Linked DNA regions of Sorghum bicolor: region 1 is linked to region 2. A link is a contact called in public HiCAR-type data. All regions are on one chromosome and are shown on one strand. The core of a region is the stretch at or near the end of the contact, and the rest is flanking DNA. Distances in the headings are between cores, read along the strand shown. Region 1 holds the start of LOC8062716 (40S ribosomal protein S4). Region 2 holds the start of LOC8062707 (NDR1/HIN1-like protein 1).

Region 1 (5,881 bases), core at 703-3,202, 140 kb before region 2:
TTCCCATCATTAGATGACATTAAGCAAATTTTGCAATGGACTAAAGGAAAAATAATATTTCAGGAATCAAACTACAAACAAACATGGAGAAACTACATTGGCACAAAGGGGCGCCATATTTGCTCCATTACACAAACATAAGCTGCAGGGAAGCTATTAATTTCAGATAAAAATCCTTGCACACATGAAAACACATACAAATTGGATGTCTTACCACAGTTACTTGGTTAAAAGCAACAAAATAATCGCATCATTTCGTAGGTATAGATAAACAGTGACAGCACAGACCATCAAAAGCAGGGAAAAAAAGAATACTTCTATTGGAAGCTGTGATGCATTACCTTGGCCTCATCATCCCTGATACTGTGGAGACGGAAGCGTCCCTTGGTATCATAGAGAAGGCGGAAATTTTCCCCAGTCTTCGGAATTGACACAACATCTGCAGGATTCAGGTAAACAATAATTTAATCTGTAACTTGCAATAGCCATGATAATAGACATATGCCCAAAATAACATCTGGCACGCAACCTACCCATGAATCCAGATGGATATGTCTTATCAGTCCTGACCTTTCCATCAACCATAACAAGTCGCTGCATCAAGATTGAAATGACTTCACGGTAGGTCAGGGCATACTTCAACCTGTTCCTGAGGATGAGGATCAAAGGCAAGCACTCCCTGGCTTTGTGGGGACCAGATGAAGGCTTGGGTGCCTGCTCAACAGAAAAAAACACGAATGAGCACAGAGGAACCAGTATCTGGTAAGTAATTGAACATCATATTACAAGTCTAAGACAAACATACAAATGCTCCACCAAGCTTGTCAAGCATCCAATGCTTCGGAGCATTGAGCCTCTTCAGATGTTTCTTCAAACCCCTCGCCTGTTAAGTGTTAACAACAGGGAAATTAACAAAACTCTACAAGCCATAAGATGATGTTGAATAAAGCTAACACTGATTATATGCAGAAACAAAAATAGCAAATTATGAACAAAGACAAATTGTTTTAAACTCCTTGAACATCTTGGGACATAATGGCCGAAGAAAAAGCAAATAGCATAACCACAGCACTAAATGAGAATTGGTTTCGACAGGACAAGAAAAACAATTCCTAATACTCCACAACAGAATTGGCTGATACTAGTGGACTAACCAAACAGAATTGGCTGAAATTGACAATCAAATTATATTTTGTAAAACAAAAGCTTGCCCTACCATTCTGTTTCTCTACAGCTCCATCATGATGCCGGTAACAGAATCCGATCACACCTAGACTAATCACTGCTCAACCCATAGTATAATTCAACTAAAATTAGAAAAAATAACTACATTAAAAGAGAAAATTATTGCCATCGCATCATAAGATCTATGGAGAAGCACTAAAACAAAGGAAGCAATCTCATCTACATATCTAACTAGCCATGATACATCAAACATCACAGGAAGCAATCTCATCTACATATCTAACTAGCCATGATACATCAAACATATATAGATCCAATCTGAATGGACTCTGTCCACAGAGCAAATATAAGCCAAACGCGTGACCTAACGAACACTACACAAACGATGAATCAAGAACTCGGAACAGGTAATCATAACAGGCAACGGACAATACAATGCACACATTCCTAAGGTTACCCGGCGACTCGCTGAATCGAATCAAGAACCGATCATATAGTAAACGGTGAACCGAAGGGGAAAACAACTACCCCGAAAAAAAATCAGAGAACAAAAAACCGATGGAAACAAGTACATAACAATAGTGTAGAACGCAAAGGCTTCCGCAATCTTACCATCTTGCTCGGTGCCTACGGCTCCTTCGCGGGCACGAGCGGACGAAAGATGGCGGCGGCGGGGCGAGCTCGCTGCGCGGGTGTGCGAAGGTGCTAAACCCTAGGAAATGCGACGGCGGAGTGGGAATGAGACCTCTTTATTGCCCGAGCCTGTGCTAGTGGCCGTCTGATGTGGCGTTAACGGCGCAGATCTGTGTTGTGGAGCTTTTGGGCTCTGGGTTGGAGCGGGCCAACACAAGTGAGGATTTCGGAAGGACTCCCAAAAAAAAAGGACAAGGGACTGCATGCATACTGGGCGTGCGGATGGGCTTGACACCAAATTATACGGGCCAAGAAGGCCGAGAAGGCCCACGTGTATCATGTGGTTTTCTTTTTCTTTTCGTTTTTCTAATCCTCAATTCTTATTCTCTATCTCTAGAAAAAACAATCCTCAACTTCGTGCGTTGTAATGGGAGAAAAACATCAAATGACTATAGAAAGTGATGACATAATATTGCATATCTATTTATATTTATATTTTTTATAAAATTTAAAGTCCACAATTTATTTTATTGATAACCATGACATCTATGGTATTAGATAGTTAATATTTATAATAATATGTATCTTAGAGACATATTTATTTAATAATAAAAATAGAAATTAGGCAAACCTTATCTTACTCTAATATTATCTCTTAATATACATTAGTATTATATTAAAACATGAGAAGTTTGTTGCTAGCTTTATTTTTTATTTAGATCGGGATTCCTATGAAATATGATATATCAGTTAAATGTATGTAGATTATGAACACATGGGCTTATAAAGTGTTCATATGACATAACAACACATCGTGCAAAGGTAGTGGAAGCATTTTTTTTATTTTTACATACTTAAATTGATTGTAAACTATTTAGCAAGCATAAATCTAGGTAAATTAGTAAATTAGTGAGATATGCAGGAATGGTGCTAAAACTTTTGCCACAAATCAAGCATCATATTAAATAGCCTACCATAAAATTTTCATAATAATTGGAGCAAGATAACTACAATTTTAATTTTACATTGAAAAGCATAGGCAAGCATCTCCAGCAAAAAAAGTACTAAAATTTGTGATATTTTTTATTTACTGCATGGATCTACATATGTGGAGCTGAACAAATTTTATTTTGTAATTTTTAAATTTTCTATGAATTACTACGCATTTATCAAATTTAAGCCGATTTAAATGTATGTAGATTATGAAAACATAGACTTATAAAGTGTTCATATGACATAAGAACACATTGTGCAAAATGTAGTGGAAGCATCCTTTTTTATTTTTACATTGTAAACTATTTAGCAAGCATAAATCTAGGTAAATTAGTAAATCAGTGAGATATGCAGAAATGGTGTTAAAACTTTTACCACAAATCAAGCATCACATTAAATAGGCTACTATAAAATTGTCATGATAATTGGAGCAAGATAACTACAATTTCAATTTTACACTAAAAAGCATAGGCAAGCATCTACAGCAAAAAAAAATACTAAAATTTATGATATTTTTTGTTTATTGCATGGATCTACATATGTGGAGCTGAACAAAATTTGTTTTGTAATTTTTAATTTTTTCTATGAATTACTATGCATTTGTTAATTTTCAGCCGATTTAAAGAATAAAAGAAAAGTAAACTAATAGGACAAACACTTTGCACCTAGGCCCCTATACTTTTCTTATTCTCAACATGCTCTGATGTGTATTGTCAATAATTGTTAATATATTAGGAGATTTTGCATTGAGAACCCTAGAAAAACTTCTATTCTCTTTTTACTCTTCCACGAGCGTTGAAGCACGGGACGGGCCGACTCCGAAGATTGACGAACAGCGGGCCGATTTCGAAGATTGACAGACAGAATAATAAGGGAAGACTGAAATTTTTATAACTATATATTAGGGATAGAATTATTCATCAGCAACGCAAAGCATGAAAGAGTTTATTCCATTCATATGCAGTAAACCGTAAGCAATGATTTTAAGTGATTAGATTATTTTGAAGAGTCAATTTCTTTATTTTCCAGTAGCTAAATTCACATACTCGGCGTATGATAACCTAGCAAAACCAGCACGAGAATTCACAAGTAAGCTAGTCCAGTTTTTAGGTGAATAGTCTGGGCCCTAATGAATCGAACCGCATATGGCTTTATCTATCAAAAAAAAAAAGAGACGTTCCTCCAAAGAAAACAATAGGCCAGAAAGAAAAGAAATTAACATAAAATTAATTTCCTAAATTGGAGGGAAAATGAAGTAAATATTGGGTCGAGTGAGAAAGGAAGAAATGGTGGAGTAATTATGGTTGTGTTTGGCTTACGTTTTCGATCTGACCTATTAGGCAGCTAATTAAGCTAGGACAACTCCAAGGCTAATTCTCCCTATACAAGAGAATATCATTTGGTTTACTTGTCTTAGCTAAAGTCTGAATTGTTTGAATCATGTTTGATTGTCTGATTTAACTCGAATACAGTTACCTCATTCTTATTCTGATATGATAGCTAGCGTTACCTCTTTGAGACACTCTGCCGAAAGGTCAGTGAGTCGGCCACGATCCCTCTGCTTTTGCAAAGACTAGGTTACATCCAACAAGCCTGATTGGGGTCTAAGCCATACAGCTAAGGGGGTGTTTAATTCCTATTTTTTTCAAAAAATTTAGGTTTGAGTCTATCATTTTGCAAAATAGAACTAAACATCATGCAAAATTTTTGACAAAAAAGGTAGTTATTCTCTATTTTGGATTTTGGCCTCAAGAGGTCAAAAAAACCCAAAATGAGCCTCAAGAGGCTTCATGAAGACAATAAATTCTGCATTTTGGATGAAACTATGACCTTAAAAATTTTGGCATTTTACATTTCATCACTCCAAAGTAGTTGGCATTTTGCATTTTGGATTCTATGGGAAACCCCCTTTTTCCCAAAAAAAGTTTAGGTTTTGATCCATCATTTTGCAAAATAGAATTAAACACCATGCAAAATTTTTAGCGAAAATGTGGTTATTCTCCATTTTGGATTTTAGCCTCAAGATGCCAAAAAAAACCCAAAAAGAGCCTCAAGAGGCTCTCTTGAGGACAATAAATTCTGCATTTTAGATGGAACTATAAACATGACTCTGAAAATTTTGGTATTTTGATCATCACTCCAAAGTAGTTGGCATTTTGCATTTTAGATTGTAGGAAAACTAACACCCGCTAAACAAAACCTATACTACGAAGTGGGTTACATCCAACAAGCCTGATTGGGGTCTAGGCCACACACAACTAAACAAAACCTATACTACGAAGTGGCTAGATCTTATAGGGGGATCAAGTCTATTTGTTTGGCGCACAAGATTGGCATGTTCCGCCGGCTAAACGACCATTGACGCACGCCATGCCAGGCTCCTTTGGCCGGTGACTTTTGGCGCGCACTCTCGTAATCTCGTTGCGGTCTGCAGTCTGGATCGTCTGGAGTGTCGACGATGCCCTACAGATAGCTTCGTCGTTCGTAAGTGCAGCAGATCTTTTGCTTGCTCTTGTGCTGTACTACTGCAGATCAGATGGCCACTGACGATATATAGATGATCTGCGTGTTGTGTACTAAACGTCAAGAATTTCAAGTATGGAGAGAGTATATAAACCACTCCGATCCAGTCCAGTCCAGCAAATAAATTATAGCTAGGCGGGAGCATGACTGAACACCTCACGTCGTCATAGTATACCATATCACCACTCTAGTTCCTTTAAACTAAGTGGACCTCTTTTTGCATTGTTGGGCTTGTTTTTCTTTTGGAGGGGCGTCAATGCGTCATCAGGCCGTCGGCGAGAATGACGCAGCCGCGGGTGACGAAAGAATCTCGGATCGACAATTGACGCGCGACGCGCGAGGGCCGGCTTCCACACGAACCCGGAGCATGCTTAGCTTTCACGGCTCGTCGACGTGTGACGTTATAATCTTGGGTTAATTGGAACCACGTCATATTCGAACCGTGCCACACTCGTCTGTTCGCTGGTCTAAAAAATCATTGCTAAAATTACTATTCGCTTATTTATTATGAGAGGAAAACACTGTTGTCTGGTAAAAAACGTACGGC
Region 2 (5,518 bases), core at 2,510-5,009:
CTTCTAGTTCATTGTGTTTATCTTCTAGTTCATGTTTTGTTCTTCTAGTTCATCTTGTTCTTGTTCAAGTTCCTCTAGATCATCGACTAGTTCATACTGTTCTTGTCTAGTTCATATTCCCCTCTAGTTCTTATTCTAGTTTGTGTATGAGTTGAATACTTGATATGACTTGGTATAATTATATATTCATAATTGTAATGTTCGTTGCCTACTTTGATTATATGTTTAGTATAGTTGGATTAGCTTTATGTTTATGCGCTTGTTTGTATAGCGCTTACCCTTTGATATCAGGGGTGGGTGGTAGAAGTTGTGTAAGTGTGGTGCTTAGACAATGCCTATCTATGAATGCACCCTATGTTCCGGATCATGTGGTAGATCATGAAGGTGACAACTTTGTTGAGTCCTACGTAGTCCACTCCCTGAATATAGGACTGGTAAGGCAGAGTTGCGTGGTGATGTCTTGCTATGTTCCTAACCCACCTTAGCAAAGTCTCTTGTGTATGGATACAAGTTAAGTCATGACTATGATTACTAAATATAATTGCACTAATTAAGGTAGCTCGATGGCCTATAGTTCGAATAATCCTAGGAGTTAGTCTTTATTTTCTAGTTCTTTCTAGAATCACACCCAGTAGGAAATGCTCTGTGGAACCTTTTGAGATATGTTGACTTGTTATTAATTATCCTTATTTATAATATGATTGATCCCTGTTTCGAGTATTGATCTAGTGGAACTCTTATCACAAGTGGAAGATATAGCTTTTATACCTCCGAGTGCCTTCCTAGTGGTAAAATTATAAATAACGATACCTGGAACTTTCCTGGGTGAAATGCTTTAACGGGTGTATTTTATCTGTGCGCTTGCCGATAACCTTCATTCATTTTCTATAGTGCCATGGTCATAAGTACACCCACATCTTTTGGTATTGTGTTGGGGATGACAACCTGACTTAAGCAATGCTAAGAGATGTCCTGAATATTTCTTTACTAAGATATGGTTTGAATTTCTTATTTGTAATCATATTAGAAATATCAACATACGTCGTTTTCTTCCATGGAAGCATCCATTGATCGGTCTTCTCTCCTTTGCGTGGCGTGCTCTTTCTAGGTGTAAAACTTTAACCTTGTGGTTAGGCGCTGATGGCATTGGGTTTCTCCTTAGAAGCTCATGCTTGCCAGTTTGTGCTGGCCGCCACCATCGTGGTGAGCAAGCTAGAGGCCTAGCTGAAGATTCAAGTTTCTGGTGCCCACTGTGGCGGAAGATGGTCCGAAAGAAAGCACTTGGCTCAACAAATGAAATGTTTCACATCTGTTTGGTAGTTTGGTGAGTTGTGACCAGGAAGTTGGCGAGGATGCTAGTGTAGGAGACGCCCACAGAGTTAGCGAAGAGGCTAACATGGGAGTGGCAGCCAACAGACTTGTGTTGACAAGGTGACCTGCATGGTGTGGCAGCAAGCGATCCCGCTCAGCTACGACTGTTTCAGCAAGGAGGCTTCTGACCAATAGCCGAAAGGCATGTGTGGCACTTCTAACTTCGACGAGACAACTAGGCTACTAGAAGCTGTGGTGTGCGTGTGGATCTCGATGGGTGGGGTCGGCTTGGTGTGCGCCTGAGGCACCTCTCCCGCATTAGTTTGGTAGCTTGCAGCGGCTTGCGGCGGGTAGCTCTACTTTACAGTGGCTACTCCAGTGTGGGACAACATCTTAAGAGACCGTGCAAGGAGATCTAATTTTAGAAGGGCTACTCGACTTGTAGCATAATAGAGCGGCTAGCCTTGCTTAGCAGTTGGCTACTCCGCAACGGCGCAAACAGTGACGAAGGTATTTTCATCTTGACGGCTTTGTCTTTTAAGGGTGGCGGTGCAGTGTAGTGCCAGTTTCATGGTGGTTTGGTGGCAGTGAAGCGTGCGTTGTTCGAGTAGCGGCTTGTGTCAACGTCCTATTCCGACCGACCAAGTAGTTTTTTTCTTCTTTGAGTCAGGGACTCAGGGTTTGAGTGCACGTTGGTGTCCCAATCCAACCAACTGGAGTTGTACCTGTTTATTTTTGTCCAATCAACTTTCATCTATTTTTTAAAATAGTCTACAGCTCTCATGCTTCATTCGTTTCAAAGAAAAAAATGCACGTGCTCAATTTGCAACATTGCGCGACCGTAAGTTGCAGTGCTCAAAATGCACGTGCTGCTTCCACTAGTTTAGCTTTCTGTACTGCATGCTAAATTGTGAGGCTCATAGATCTTGAATATAAACTCCAATTTACTTTCCTATTTAAATGATATATGTCACTGCTCCTGCTAATAATTTGTTTTTTAAAAAAATTGCTCAGGCTGCAGAGTGGCCTTGATAGTTTGCTGGGCCTTTATAATCTCTTTCATGGGTGCCCGGGTTGGGCCATCGGCCAGCCTGAACACGATTCCACCGTGGGCCGCGCACCTGCCGCTGTTTATTCTCTCCGGGCGCCGGCACGGCTCGGAGACACTCGCACATTCCCACGGAAGCGGAGGGAAAGAAAGCTCCAAAAACCACCGTCTGCTCTTGGCCAACATCGGCGGCAGAGTGCCGCTCAAGCTGCGGACATAGCTGAACACCATTGCTGTTATTTCACGACCAACAAAGCACCACTGCTATCAAAGCATTACATTACAAACTCCTTATTTGTTTCTAGCGTGTACATGTAATTTTGTTTTTGCATATACAGATCACATACGCAACGACGGAGACATTCACGCATCTGCACGTAGGTAGATTTGCTATAGTATGTATATATTCTGCTCTTAGACGTCCACACGACACGAGATGAGGAGGTGATGATCCGATCGATCACATATTCACATGTCGACGTTGCAGTTGGGGTCGCCAAGAATCGGCGCCTGGGGCACACCACCACCACCACCGGTGGCGGCGCCGGTCCCCCCGATCTTGCGTACGCCGAGGAGGACGTCGCAGCGGGCGTAGAGCGAGTGCCACCCTCTGTGGAACGGCCCGTGCACGAACCGGACGCGGCCGAGCAGCACCACGCGGAGCGGCAGCACGGCGTTGGCCACGTCCGTGGCCAGCGCCGCCGCGGCGTCGGGCGACACGGGCACGGGCGGGCCCCCGACGCCTGCTCCCAGCACGGGCGCCGTCGCCACGGCGGTGCCGGCGTCCTGCGCCAGCGGGGGCATCGGCGTGGGCGCCGTCAGGGCCTCCCCGTGGTACGCCACGTACGCCTCCAGCCGGTCGTACCGCGCCGCCGACCGACCTCTCGGGTTGCCGAGGACCAGCGTGAACTGGAACGACGCGGCCAGCAGCGCCGCGGGCGCCGCGCCTGCGGCGGCGGCGTTGTTGTTGGTGCTGGCGGTGGCGTTGTACAGGTCTAGGACGGCGGCCGAGGTGACGGCGAAGGTGGGGTGGGACGGGCGGTACACGACGTAGAGCACCAGCAGGGTGATCCCGACGGCGAGGAGGAGGACGAGGACGGCGAAGCAGAGGGCACGGACGGCGCCACCGCCGCCGCCGTCCCCGTATCCGCCGTAGTAGTAGCTGTACCGGGAGCGGCCGCGCGAGCCGGGCTTGACGTCGTCGGCGTAGACCCCCTTCCTCCCGCCTTTGTGGTGGTGGTGGTCGGGGTGCTCCGGCGGGAGGTGGTGGTGCTCGGCCATCTTCTGCACTTGCGTAGGCTTGACAACCTCTGAGCTCTCGGGGCAAGTGGTGTATGTACAGAGTACACTACAGACTGTGGAAGGTGTGGGCAAGAGTCGGCTTTGAAAGGGAGAGAGAGTGACGTGCGCTCCCTTATCGGCATGCATGCGCGCCCGTCAGCCGTCAGGGTATGTAGGCACCGCTTGCCGCGAAATCTTGGAGCTGGGTCGGCAATCTTTGTTTGGATCCATGCACTGCTCCAGCTGTGTTCAGCTTCCCATCCACTGAAATGAAAATGAACAGATACAGCAGAAAAACCGTAGTCACCTGTGGATCATGTGGTGATTTTTAATTTGACTCCATGGGAATATAGGATATAACTGTGATTCTGTGTGAATTAAACTATATACTTCACGGCCCATGGATCAATTCGAATTTCTTTGTTCCAGCGAATGATTCAACCGAGGGCACAAATTCATAATTCAGACATCTTTCAAGTGCTCCAAAGGTTGTGTAGTCAAACTATATGTAGCTGTTTTTTTGTTCAGAGGAGCATGTAGAGTGACCTGCAGGACACAGTAGGAAGACTCGTAGGGTGCTCACAGAAGAAGCCAAGAAATGCCGCAACATGGAAATGGACACTACCATTGCAAACTAGCAGCAGGATATATACACTACAAAGCTGTTACATAGAGTGCACTCAAGCGCAGGGCGAGGCAGTGTTGATGGCGGCGACTGCAGACTGCGCCTCTAGCTGGAACACCTGCGCCATCGTCAACCTGGCTCGGCCAGTTGCCTCAAGCTCCTCCTCATTGTTGGCAATGGTGGATTGAGCTCCCCTCAGCGCCTCTCTGGTTGCCTCAAGCTCTCCTCTTGCTTGTTTCTTAGCTTCTTGGTAAGCTCTGTTGAATATATATGTTCCAAATTTAATTGCACATTACAAAGGCCGATTTCTGCCGGAGCGAAGCGGAGGCCCGTCGCCGGAGGCTTGGTATGGTACATATACCTAAATTAGGGTTCCACTGAAGATATGATCTTGTAAGCCGCCGCACGGCGTTGTAACCCGACTCTTGATAATAGTGAGGAGTGTTTGCTGGCTGACGCCCGTGGTTTTTCCCCTTCGCATTGGAGGGGTTTTCCACGTTAAATCTTGTGTCTCCGCTGTGTTTTTGATTTTGTGTTCTTCGTCGTTTATCCGCCGTCATTCACATCAAGCTCCTGATGGAACTTGCTTCTCCAGGGTCTGATGTCCGAACACCCAAAGCGACTGATGCCTGAATCTGTTAATTGTGGGGTCAGCACATGAAGAGCTATTAACTTATACAAAAGTATCTTTTAAGCTAGACAGATAAGCAGTGTCATACTTATGGAAGGATAGATTAGAGTCCTTCACTTGCTCCTTGGACCCATATGAAGTGGTATCTCCATGACCCACATGAAGTAGAGTCCTTCACTTGTTGCACGACCCTGATGAAGTGGTATTTCCATGACCCACATGAAGTAGTACCTCTGTGCATATCATGGTTAGCCTCAAGCAAGTGGGTGCATTGAATGGAGCAGGAGGAAAATTGAATGAGCATGCATACAGCCACCATCTAAAACTATAGGTGCATTTTGCATGCAGCATACATGCAGCGTCGTCCAAAACTATATGTGTCGTTTGCGTGTAGGAATTTACCAAGAGAATTTATATCATTGCTCCTTTTCCTTTTACGTAGCCTCAAGCAAGTGGATGCATTGAATGGAGCAGATGGAAAAGTGGATGAGCACCATCCAAAACTTTGGATGTACTTTATATGCAGCATGCATACAAGCAACTATTGGTGTCCTTTGCATATAAGAATTTACCATGGGGATTTACATCGTTCCTATTTTTCCTTTTATGTGTAGGAGATTAT

What was found. HiCAR-type assays count read pairs that join an accessible place to other places.
Region 1: a HiCAR-type map of leaf shows a contact between it and region 2, with 9 times the contacts expected there. The contact joins the promoter of LOC8062716 here to the promoter of LOC8062707 in region 2. A contact is called at or near these places in 2 of 4 Hi-C or Micro-C datasets (both in leaf) and 1 of 1 datasets of contacts at active chromatin or transcription factors (leaf).

Annotation. Positions count from the first base shown.
Region 1 is chr9:45,760,530-45,766,410 of Sorghum_bicolor_NCBIv3, reverse strand. It overlaps LOC8062716 (40S ribosomal protein S4), which reads right to left and starts at 1,952. Exons shown (of 5, transcript XM_002439633.2): 1 at 1,798-1,952; 2 at 806-883; 3 at 534-714; 4 at 342-439. The coding sequence starts at 1,800.
Region 2 is chr9:45,624,870-45,630,387 of Sorghum_bicolor_NCBIv3, reverse strand. LOC8062707 (NDR1/HIN1-like protein 1) reads right to left here and starts at 3,759. Exons shown (of 1, transcript XM_002439624.2): 1 at 2,596-3,759. The coding sequence starts at 3,640. The coding sequence ends at 2,828.